Linked DNA regions of Sus scrofa: regions 1, 2 and 3 are each linked to region 4. A link is a contact called in public Hi-C and HiChIP or PLAC-seq data. All regions are on one chromosome and are shown on one strand. Each heading gives the region's core, a stretch centred on a gene start, on an enhancer-like site or on the middle of the called end of the contact. The rest is flanking DNA. Distances are from core to core; before and after follow the strand shown. Region 1 overlaps LOC102164818 (a long non-coding RNA gene). Region 2 overlaps CPEB4 (cytoplasmic polyadenylation element-binding protein 4). Region 3 overlaps CPEB4 (cytoplasmic polyadenylation element-binding protein 4). Region 4 overlaps LOC102164818 (a long non-coding RNA gene).

Region 1 (2,700 bases), core at 29-2,528, 150 kb before region 4:
GTGGTGGAAATGGACGAGGAACATCTCGGGCATCTAGCTGCAGAGCTGGGGATCTAGTGAGCAACACAGCCAACCTGCTTTGCTTCTCTCCACTGCCTCACATTTGTAACCACAGAGCATCTGGTTGCGACACTATCCATCTGCTTCCTTAGGGTAAACAGAAGATTGATTAAGTGCTGTCAGGGCCCAGGCTGGAAACCTGGTTCTTTCAAGCCTCCCGACAGCAGCATCACACACAAGAGGCAGGACGTCTGGGATTCGAATTCCAGGTCCCCCTCTCTGGGTCTCAGTATCCTCATCAGTAATAAAATGGGCTTGATAATGCAGGCAGACCATGGAGATCTTGAGGGCTTACAATAAAGCAAGTATTTCAATAAGGCAAGACCTGAATTTTTTTGGCTTCCCAGAGCATAAAAAAGTTACATTTATACTATACTGTAATCTATTAAGTGTGTAAGAGCATTACGTCTGGAACAACTATGTATATATCTTAATTCAAAAATGCTTCATTGCCAAAAAATGCTTACCATCATCTGAGCCTTCAGCAAGTTGTAACTCTCTTTTTCCCCTGCTGCACCCATGGCATATGGAAGTTCCCGGGCCAGGGATCGAATCCGAGCCGAAGCTGAGGAAATGCCAGATCCTTAACCACTGTGCCACAGCAGGAACTCCCAGTTGTAATCATTTTGCAACAGTAACATCAAAGATCACTGATCTGGGATCACTGTCACAAATGCAACAATAATGAAAAGAGTTTGAAATATTGTGAGAATTACCAAAATGTGACACAGAGACAGAAAGTGAGCCAAGGGTGTTGGAAAAATGGCGCCGATAGACTTGCTTGGAGAAAGTTTGCCACACACCTTCACTTTGGGAAAAACACAGTATCCACGAAGTGCCATACAGCAAGGTATGTCTGCAACGGTACCAGTAGAGGGTTTTTAGGGAGATAAATCAAGATACTCTTCATAAAGGACCTAAACCAGTGCCTGGTGTATACAGACACCACTTCTTGCTAAGTCCATCTTAGAGATGGGACGTCGGCGTGTAGAGGGGAGGGAATCTTGCCTAAGGACCTCACCTAGTTCAGAGGCAGAACTGAAGTTCAGATTGAGCTCTCCTGCACTCCAAAGCTCTTTCCTGCTGTCACGTTGCCTCTCCCATGTGAATATTTCTCAACCACAAAGATAAATTTGTCTCCTCTTTCATGTGGGGTGCGTTCACTGAGCCGGAGCGAGAAGGCTAAAAATACCACTGGATGTAAATCTGATCCAGCGAGAAGGGGTGAGCCTTGGTCAGGTTAAACACAGAGGGAAAGGCCCAGGGGACAGAGCAGGAGCCCTTGCGGTGGCCCTGCCATCCCCTTCAACCCCTTCTCCTGTGACCTGCTTCCAGCTGGCTCCCTGTGCCCCAGTCTCACGGACAATGTCCCTGACTCTAGAACAAGCCAAGATGGTGTCCTCTCTGGGACCTCATGCACATGCCCAGACTCAGATCTTCCCAGGGATGGCTCCTGGTTCAGATGTCGTCATCAAAGCAGTCCTTGCAGGCAGACCACCTTACCTAAAGGGGCCTCTGCCACCTCCGCACACTGCGCCAACCTCTCACTCCTAGCCAGCTGTCCCTTTGTGTGCTTGGCATACAGAGCACTTGGCACAACCTGAAATCCCCTTGTCCCTCCTGTTATCTGCCCTTCTAGGATGGGAGCCTGAAGACAGCAGGCGCTGTGCTCATCTCACCCACTGCTGTGTCTCTGGCAGCTGCAGTATGCCTGGGGCCTAGTCATCCTCAGAAATATTTTTGAATAAACAAAAATGTATGTATGCAGGAGTGAAGGAACAAAGGAATGAAACCTCAATTCTGGTTCTGACTGTGCCATTCCCTGGCTGTGTGATCTTAGGAAAGTCCCATTACATCTCTGAGTCTCAATTATAAAATGAAGGGGTTGCACTAGATTAGGAAGTTCGAAGGTTACTTTGTGGGTAACACCAGGATCCAACAGAAAGTGGATCAAAGGTGCCCATTCTGGAGACCAGGATGTAGCCAGGAGGCAGTAACAGATGTACAGGCCAGAGGGAAGTGTGTCATCCAGGCTTATCAGAAGACAGCAGATAAAGATCACAAACTGTCTCAGGTGGCAAACTGTCACCAGGGGCCCGAGCCTACTACAGACTATAGAGTTATATACGCTCTAGTTGAAGCTTCTCTGTGTCTCTGTCTCACATACATACACCCCTCCTCCACCAACCCGCTTCATCATCATCTGGGTTTACAAGATTGTGTGATTATGGCAGATGAAAAAATTTTTAATATTTTGATAAATTGTCTTCCCAACGACTGTTTATGTGTATCAAATTAACCTCCTTCTGTGTGTATCTCACAATACAATACACTACGATACAACATCACACATACAGTGTTATATGGGCACAATAACGCAAAACAATAATACACTAAAGAAGAAATTTATACCTAGGGACCAAATCAAGATTAGGGAAAGTTAGATTTAATAGGCTCAGACCAGGAAAGAAGTTAGAACCAAAACAAGCAAACAGAGGGTCCTAAACTTGAGTTTTGAAATCAATTCTTCCTCTCCATAGGAAAATGAATAAAAAGAGCTACAATGTATCGAGTCTTTGTTGTGTGCCTGGCTCTATGCTAAGCAGGTGACATGGATGAGCCCAGTCCTCCAGCAGACCT
Region 2 (2,700 bases), core at 126-2,625, 220 kb before region 4:
TTTGAATTCTCTTGCCTATCTCTCTAGGTTCATCTCTCACACTGCCATTTCCCTTCTCGCAGTAGGTATTCTGGACTTTCAGAAGTACTGGCCCACTAACTTTTTTTGGCAGGATGGGGCATTAACTTTTACTTCTGGTTCTTTCCTCTGGCACGCCTTCCTTTCTCTCTGCTTCCGATGTTGTTTCACCACTCAAGCTTCCACAATTTTGTCCAGGTAGCTTCTTTCACAGGTCTCGCAACCTACGGAAAATCCCTGCCCCAAGCCACCTGCTCTCTGGTTTAGACAGGCCTATGGGCTCCATACAACACCCCTTATACTTATTATACCATATTTAAATTATCTATTTCTAAACTCTCTTCCTCTAGGGTGACAAAATCCTTAAGGACAGATTTTGGGTCTCGAAACTCAGAGCTTAGAGAAGAGAAGGTGCTCAATAAGTAGCTGCTGAATGAATGAAAAAAACAAAGCCAGCAACTGGTGGTCTCTGCCACGCAGTGAAACACGCAGTGAAAAGAGTAGAGCTGGACAAAGCCCATCTTGTGAGCTAGATCAAATTACTTTGTTTCTCTGAACCTCAGAGAAACAGAGATTTCCATTTACATGTAAGAAATTCAAGAAATAATTTTTGCAGAATGCCCAGAAAAGCTCCCCAGTTTAGAGTTATGTGCTCAATTAATATTCATTCCCTTTCCCTCATCAACTCTAAGCCAGAGATAATCAATAATTTTCTACTTGTGAGAGAAAGAAAAAGGAAAAATTCCTCTAAGCCACATAAGACCCAAACTGGAACCTTGGAGAAGGGAGTGGCCATATTATGGGGGGATTTTTTCAGCTTCAGAGAAGCGAGTTTGCTAATGTTCTGAGTTACAAACAGGGATATAATTCTTCGCCGGGGAAGAGAAGAGAAAAAAAACCTCTTTACTTTTATGATAGCCAAACTGGCAGAAGCAGAAGTATATTAGGAAATGAAAACTTTGAAAATTCAGCTTAAAAATGCTACTTTTAATAAAAGCCAAGGAGGATCTTCCTTTTGTACCAATAGCTCAGATTCAATCTTTCAATTCTGATATGATAGCTGAAAAACAGACTGTCACGGTGGCAAAAAATTTAACATTTATCTTTAAGATAAGTCAATGGGTTATGTTTCTATAGCTTAAGGTTGGTTTCATGTAGAAGGATTGCTTTGACTCAGGGCAGGTACAAAGTTGGAAGATCTAAAACATTTACGAATTTCAGGCAGAAGGGAATGTCTAGAGAGACACTAGCAAAGAGCTGATCCAATTAAGGAATTCAAAAGATTTCCTACTGCCAGTAAACCTAACAACAAACCAGCCAGCAGGAAGGCTATTTTTATCCCTGCCAGAGGCCTTCTGACTCTGGATGCTACATTTAGAGGACAGAGCAACAAGATAACTTGCCTTAAGAGGATGTTATGATACCAGTGATTAATGGCAATTTTTTAAGCTTTAAAAAACTAGGCATAGTTTTTATCCAAAATAAACCAGCCAAAGTCAGTTTAAAAAAAAAAAAAAAAAAGAAGATAATATAACGGAAAGAAAAGTGGAAAAACAGACCAATGGGTACTAGAAAAGTTTTCAGTAATCTAGAAACAAAGCCAAGGCAGTACATTAAAATCCTCCTACCTTGCAAAAAGGCTGATGAAAAGAAATATGTGTTATAAGAGACATATTTTAAAAGAACCAGTGAATAAAAATAAATAATTGTAGAACTCCCCCAAAGGTAAAGGTGATTTTTTTTTCTTTCTTTCTTTTTTGGCCCCTTGGCATATGGAGTTCCTTGGCCAGGGATCAGACCTGAGCCACAATGGTTGTGACCTCCACCGCAGCTGGGGCAACTCCAGATCCTTTAACCTGCTGTGCCAGGCCAGGGATTTAGCCTTCGTTTTTGTGTTGCAGAGACACACGGCCACAGTAGGAACTCCAGTAAAAACGATTTTGAGAAATGGTTCTCTGTACCAACATGAAGAAGATCAAGACAAATTCATGAAATCCCTTGGGACTCTAAGCTAAATTACGTATGGATGATGGAGAACTTTAGAGATGAGACGAGCCCCTCCCCAAAAAGCAATGAGCTAAGTCAGTGGTTGGCTTTCTGCATACATACCTATCATTAACGCTAATCTCTAATTTAACGTAAATCCTAATGACTTTACTGAATCTTAACGAAGAATGAGCTTTGATTTCACATCTAATCTAATTTCACCTTTGTTATTTCTCAAAAGGCCCAGGTCCTATTTTCCTTTATCAGTACTCAAGGCACTGAGTCTTCCTCTTTTCATTAGCCTTAAAAATAAACAGACTGTTCAAAGATGTCTGCAAATTATTTGGAGGATAAGCTGCATTAGGCCAAGAGTCTAAGTTTTTATTTCCTGATATATCCCAAAGGCCTAAAATAGTGCCTGGCACTTAGTGTTTGCTTGATATGTATTTGTTTTATGAGCAGCCCCCATAGCTTTAGACTTTATACATCTACCCGAAGTGGTTCTCAAAGTGGAGTGAGGGTGGGGGTGAGGAGGGAGGGCAGTCTATCTGAATCACTGCTGGAATACACATATGCTTAAGTCTCATGACAGACTTGGTGAATCAGAATCAGCAAAAAGAACAAGCCAGCTTGGAAAAGCTCCCTCAGTGATTCTATTTTGACCTCCACCCCCTAAAGGCACTCTCGATAAGAAAT
Region 3 (2,700 bases), core at 32-2,531, 260 kb before region 4:
TACGTTTGCTTTAACATGCTCTTTCCTGTTAATAATTGTTAACTTCCTCCACTGCTGTTAAAAGAATAAAAAGGGGATGGAAGAAGTGAGAGAAGCAAAAAAGATGAAAGAAAAGAAAGAGAAAGGCAAAAGCACTTCCCTGGGGGAAACCCCGCGTCAGGAGAGATTGATAGTGTTATTGTTACGTGGTTACTTTAATAAAAGTATTCTTATCTGTTATATTAATAATCATTTAATTAAAACCCCAAAATACTCTATTGTTTCATTTCTCTTTTAATATTTCTCTCTCTCCTCTAAGAAAATGTTGCAGGAAGTTTGGGCCCTCTTGGTGTCTCCAGCAAAACAAGAGAAGAAAACTCCCCTGCAACATGATGGCAATACGAAAAAGGAGTTCGTACATATTGTTTTCAGTGACACAAGAATCTACAAAACACCTATATTATAGGTCATTCTTTCCGTTAGACTATTGTTAGCTTACAGACTGCACAAAAGGACATGCCAGCATGAAGAGGTTGAGGAAGGGGGCAGAATGAACAGAAGAGTGCACTTATTCGGAGGCCTGAAAATGAGCACTGCAGTTATCCTCTAGTTCCAGCGGAAGGAGATATGTCGGGGACGGTCACCGCCTTCCTTCACCAGGGGCTTGTGGAATTCCCTGCCAGCGCGAGAATGAATAGCAGCCCAGCAATATTCACAGTAATACTGCAGACAGGTAACATTAGCACAGAAAAATGGAGCGAATTTCCCCCCACAACGGGCCCCCTGACATTCATCACACAGCTGATCATCCAAGACATATGGCTTAACTTCCACCTGCAATCAAAGAGCAAAGAAAGGAGTTGGCATTGCTCAGTGAACGGACCTGGCAACTCTGACCGCGGGTGGACGCTTGCAGCCACTGTCTAAAGGAGTCTGTGCCAAGTGCCCAAAAGGAAGGGCCGGTAACGCTGTCACTGAAATTCAGACAGTTCATCTTTTAAGCACCTGGGAAGGCTTTTATACCCATCCTTTTACATTTTTGTCTTATTAAATAAATACTTTTCAAATGAAAGAAAGGTTCCAGCAGAAATTGAAAAGTGAAGCCAAGTTCATGTTTGGGAACATCAGAAGGAGGTTTGACCCACAGGAGAGTTTTCATGGACACGAACCGCCACTTTAATCAGTGGATCCGGGTCGCTGTCAGATGCAGAATTATAATCTGCACCAGACCAACTAAGAGAGTCCTAGTGCCACAACAGAGCACCTCAATGTACAAGTCAGAGCGAAGCTGCTTGCATCACACGCTCTTGAGCTGTAATAAGGCCCGAGTCATGGTTTCTATTCACGGCGAACACATCTTGGGTTACAGTCATGAACTTCTAACTCCAGCAAAACAAGATACAGCCCCAGGACTCATAATCCAAAACCTCGCTTTATTCTTTGTCAGGAAGAATGGTCTACCTCAGTTGGAGAGTCTCATAAAATGAGGTCTGCTCCAGCGTCCGACAGGCCAAGCTGCCATTTGAGCCTCTCAAGCATTAAAAATAAGCTGGCTCTTAATTCCCCAGTGAGAAGAGGGTCGGGTATTTTTAGTCTTGGAGCAACTCACAATTGAAACTCCCTTAAACCAGGCTATTACTACCACTGGCGCCACCCACCTCTGACAAGAAATCCTGACAAAGGTTAGCCGTGAGCAAAAGAAAAGTGACAGGGAAGGCAGGATGAGCAGAATAAACCAGAGGATTGAGCTCCTGGCCCTGAGGCCATTCCAGAACACTCACAGTGACAGGGACACAGGTCAAAGAACTGGATCACAGAGGAATACAAATGAAGTCTGAATTTCTAAGGGCGAATCTTACGACTCTGAAACCCATGTAGCAATGAAGCAGCGAGGTAGGAGAGACTGTGCACTCAGGATGTGTGTATTTTTCAGTGTGAATAAAAAGGAGCTCCTCCTGCCCCCTTCATCCGAGCTTACAACAGAATCCACACCCTTCTCCTTACTATACCCCCGTAGAGCATGATGACCACCAGAATGGTAAAATTTCAGCTGCCACCCGAAGTAGAATAAACATGAAACGGAATAGAAGCAGTAAATGAAGACCACTATTGACTTGATAGTTTCTACGTACTGAACCGAGAAAGGCACAATACAGTCAAACCAATAAAGACTTTTTTGAGCACAATGCCTTGGAGTGTTGGATGTCTACGTTGGCCCTAAGGAAAGCGCTAGTCTGCCATGAAATAAGGAGCGGACACCAGAATGTAAATCAGTATATTGCTTACTTCATCAAGAAGGTCTTTCTATGAAAAAAAATCTCAACGGAACTAAAATACGATGCTTACTAATGTGGTGGATTCACATTCTGGTGTAAATCTGGATCTCACTGCAAACGAGCAACAAACCGTATCAACTGGCGGTTGGTTCACAGGCCACCCTTGGAGTAGTACTGCCAGGACAGATTTCTACCCACCAGAACATAAAGAGGTCCCCTGAGGACAGGGACCTCTTGTCCTAGGCACTAAAACATTTGCTGAGTGCATGAAACACAAAGATAAGAAATCTGTGGCAGCAATATGGATGCAACTAGAGAGTCTCACACTAAGTGAAGTCAGTCAGAAAGAGAAAGACAAATACCACATGACATCACTTATGTGTGGAATCTGAAATGTGGCGCACACAAACCTGTCTACGGAACAGAAACAGACTCACAGCACAGA
Region 4 (2,700 bases), core at 38-2,537:
TACTGCAGGGCTGCTGTTGCTCATTCAATCAGACCCTTGCATACAGGTGAGTTTCTGGAGCCTGGTTAATAAAAACATGCTTCCAAGAGCCCTATCACTTCCATCCAGCTGTCTATCGGAGTGAGGCTCTCAATGGCCACAACAAGCACAACCCGAGAAATATTTTCTTAAAGAAGACGACCCTATTTGTTCTGTTGAAGGTGCCTTCTGTCACTGGGGGATGAAATGGTTTCATTCTCCCACCTGGAGTGCTGCAGTAGCTTTCTGATTGGCAGCCCTCCTTCCTACCTGGTGCCCGCCCAATGCATTCTCCACCCAAAAGGCAGAGTGAGCTTCTTAAAATACAAATCTAGTCATCGGTCCCGCACCCCCAAAACTACCACAACATATTCAGCATCTCCCCCAAACTTCTTCCTATGATTGCGCCTACTTCTCTGACTTCATCTCATGACCTCTGCCCCTTGCTCACCAGGCTCTGGCCACACGTGCTGCCTCACAGACATGCCAAGATCACTCCCTGCTCAGAGGCTCTCTATTTGCTGTTCCCTCTCCCTAGGAGGCTGTTCCCTCAGATCTCTGCATGGCTGGCTCCTTATTAAGTCTCCCCTTGCATGTCACCTCCACAGAGAAGCCATCTTGTCTTAATTCTTTCACACAACTTACTTTTGCTGTTATCACAGCCCTCATCACTAGCGATATCTTTCTGGTTACTTAGCTATGCACCTTCTTCCCCTGTGAACAGGTAGGATCCGTGAGAAAAGCAGCACTGTCTGAGGTGATAGATACAATCCACCAACTCTGGTCCACCTCCAAGTAGCTCCCAGTTCAGAGTTCTAGCCACAGCACCTGCCTGCTTCCTGAACAAGTGTTGGCATTTTGCAGTCAGCAGCTTTGGAAATCAGATCTCATTCCCAAGCCCTGTGACGCAGCCGGAGCAGCAGGGGAGGCTGGGTTGGGGACACAGGGGTGCCTTCAATCCTCAGAGAGATAGCAGCCCTCCAAGGAACAGAGTCGCAGATAAAGGCTGAGAGTCAGGCCTCAGGGCTGCCCTGCTCAATGGAAGCTGACCCTCACCCAGACCTTGCCAGCTCTCAGCATCTCACAAACTCGGCAATCTCCCAGCCTTTTGAACACGCCAGTATTGCCTAGCGACGGAATTGCCATGCAGATAGGGCTCCGGGGATGAAATTAGATTTCCCTTTGCAGAACAAAGACAAACACACACTCCTCTAGCCCATCCTGGGAGAGCTGCATCGGGAGGGCCTGCTTCCGGGCCAGGCATTCAAAGCCCAATAGGCTGTCTTGCTTGCTTCAGCAGTTCCTGGCAAAGTGCAACAGAGTTCTCAGGCTTTGAAATCTATAATTGCCTGCCCTTGGCTGTGAATCCATCTCCAAAGGCAAAGAAGAAAAAAAAAATTGTTTTAAGGGGTGGGGGTGGGATGGGGGAACAGTTCTCATGGCACCAGCCGAGACGAACCCATTTAAACTTTGACATGATGGCTGCAGGGGAGGCCAAATTTTAAAAAACTAGTCTGAGGAGCTCTGGTTTCCAAGAGAAAGATCCATAAATGCAGCTTCTTTCTGTCAGTAAGGAGAAAATGGAAATCACAGGCAAAACCAGAAAACTCATTCCCTAGAATCTTAATGATCTCCGGAGTCACTGTGCTGATCTCTCAAATCAAGGAGTGGATGACGACAGCTCCAGGTTTTCCTACGAGGGTCAGGTGGGTTCGTGGGGGTTTTTTAATTGGGCTCATGTCCAAGCCATGTGCTCGCCGTGATGCCTTAATCCCTTTGCTGTCCCCCAGAAAAATGCCTTCTCTCTCGTGTTTCCCTCAAACAAATGCAGCTTCTGAAAGGGAAAACGAGACTCCCTCTCTTGCAAATGGATTTCTTATCACATGACTGCTCGCTCCACTGTGGGTGAACTCACATTTCTCTTGCATAAGAGAGCAATTTCCTCAAGGAAGAAAAAAAGGGGGGGGGGGAATCAAACTGCTGGCCTCTCTTCATTTTCCATGTAAATGTCGTAAGCCTCAGCTCGTGAAGATAATGGGAGAGAAGCCGCTTGATTTCGGGAGGATGAGTATCAGTCTTTCAGATGGCAGTGAAATGCTCGCCTGCATTTGTTTGATTTGGCAGGACTCTCAAGAAGGAATCAATTCATTGGCAATTTTAAGGGTTCTCCAGGCAAAAGGATACCTTCTGGTAAGATCTCCTACCAGGTTAAAGTTCAACAATGATTAAATCAGAAAACTCTAATTATGGCTGAATAATGAACTCTAATTATATTGTGGCTGAACAGAAATTTGTGGCCTTAATTGAGGATGTTTAAAATAAGGAATGAGATCTTAAAGGTAATAAAAAATAATAATGAGCCTTAGGATTTAAAAACAACAACAAAGAAAAACCACAACAAAAAAGGAAAGTGTGATTCCTCAAGTGTGCTCAGAGGTGTGAATGGTGACAGCAGCCGTCAGTTAAATACAGAAGTACCAGCCCTTTGAGACACGCTGGCCATACCGCGAAGTCTCAGGGGAGCCTCAGATGTGTCTTGGCCATTTCACTTTCCTTCTAGGTTCTGGCTACCAGCTTTACCCCATCCAGAGAGGGCAGTGAGGTTGGTCCCAGGTCTAGAGTGAGGGTCAGCTCTGCTAGAAGGGCTCGTGTGTCAAAGAAACAGGAAAGAGGGAGGGAAGG

The links. Hi-C and Micro-C count contacts between places; a contact is called where the count stands out from the background. HiChIP or PLAC-seq counts read pairs in DNA pulled down with a chosen protein or histone mark.
Region 1: a Hi-C map of skeletal muscle shows a contact between it and region 4, with 3 times the contacts expected there. The contact joins two enhancer-like sites. A contact is called at or near these places in 1 of 47 Hi-C or Micro-C datasets (skeletal muscle) and 2 of 2 datasets of contacts at active chromatin or transcription factors (alveolar macrophages and skeletal muscle).
Region 2: a contact with region 4 is called in an H3K27ac HiChIP or PLAC-seq map of skeletal muscle. The contact joins two enhancer-like sites. A contact is called at or near these places in 4 of 47 Hi-C or Micro-C datasets (embryonic fibroblasts, epiblast stem cells, fetal heart ventricle and 1 more) and 2 of 2 datasets of contacts at active chromatin or transcription factors (alveolar macrophages and skeletal muscle).
Region 3: a contact with region 4 is called in an H3K27ac HiChIP or PLAC-seq map of skeletal muscle. The contact joins two enhancer-like sites. A contact is called at or near these places in 2 of 2 datasets of contacts at active chromatin or transcription factors (alveolar macrophages and skeletal muscle).

The regions. Positions count from the first base shown.
Region 1 is chr16:50,543,478-50,546,177 of Sscrofa11.1, forward strand. The region is part of intron 6 of LOC102164818 (a long non-coding RNA gene); the gene reads right to left. Among named protein-coding and RNA genes, the nearest start is that of CPEB4, 46 kb to the left of the region's middle. Within about 2 kb of position 1,279, at least 9 of the 83 cell types and tissues checked have an H3K27ac peak or open chromatin away from gene starts, as enhancers often do. A contact at or near this core is called in skeletal muscle, where this site is marked.
Region 2 is chr16:50,464,491-50,467,190 of Sscrofa11.1, forward strand. All of the region lies in intron 2 of CPEB4 (cytoplasmic polyadenylation element-binding protein 4), which reads right to left. Among named protein-coding and RNA genes, the nearest start is that of CPEB4, 33 kb to the right of the region's middle. Within about 2 kb of position 1,376, at least 13 of the 83 cell types and tissues checked have an H3K27ac peak or open chromatin away from gene starts, as enhancers often do. A contact at or near this core is called in skeletal muscle, where this site is marked.
Region 3 is chr16:50,433,955-50,436,654 of Sscrofa11.1, forward strand. It overlaps CPEB4 (cytoplasmic polyadenylation element-binding protein 4), which reads right to left. Exons shown (of 8, transcript XM_005657625.3): 8 at 1-813. The coding sequence ends at 586. It overlaps LOC102164640 (a long non-coding RNA gene), which reads left to right. Exons shown (of 6, transcript XR_002339629.1): 6 at 299-2,700. Among named protein-coding and RNA genes, the nearest start is that of C16H5orf47, 35 kb to the left of the region's middle. Within about 2 kb of position 1,282, at least 6 of the 83 cell types and tissues checked have an H3K27ac peak or open chromatin away from gene starts, as enhancers often do. A contact at or near this core is called in skeletal muscle, where this site is marked.
Region 4 is chr16:50,689,419-50,692,118 of Sscrofa11.1, forward strand. All of the region lies in intron 3 of LOC102164818 (a long non-coding RNA gene), which reads right to left. Among named protein-coding and RNA genes, the nearest start is that of BOD1, 44 kb to the right of the region's middle. Within about 2 kb of position 1,288, at least 12 of the 83 cell types and tissues checked have an H3K27ac peak or open chromatin away from gene starts, as enhancers often do. A contact at or near this core is called in skeletal muscle, where this site is marked.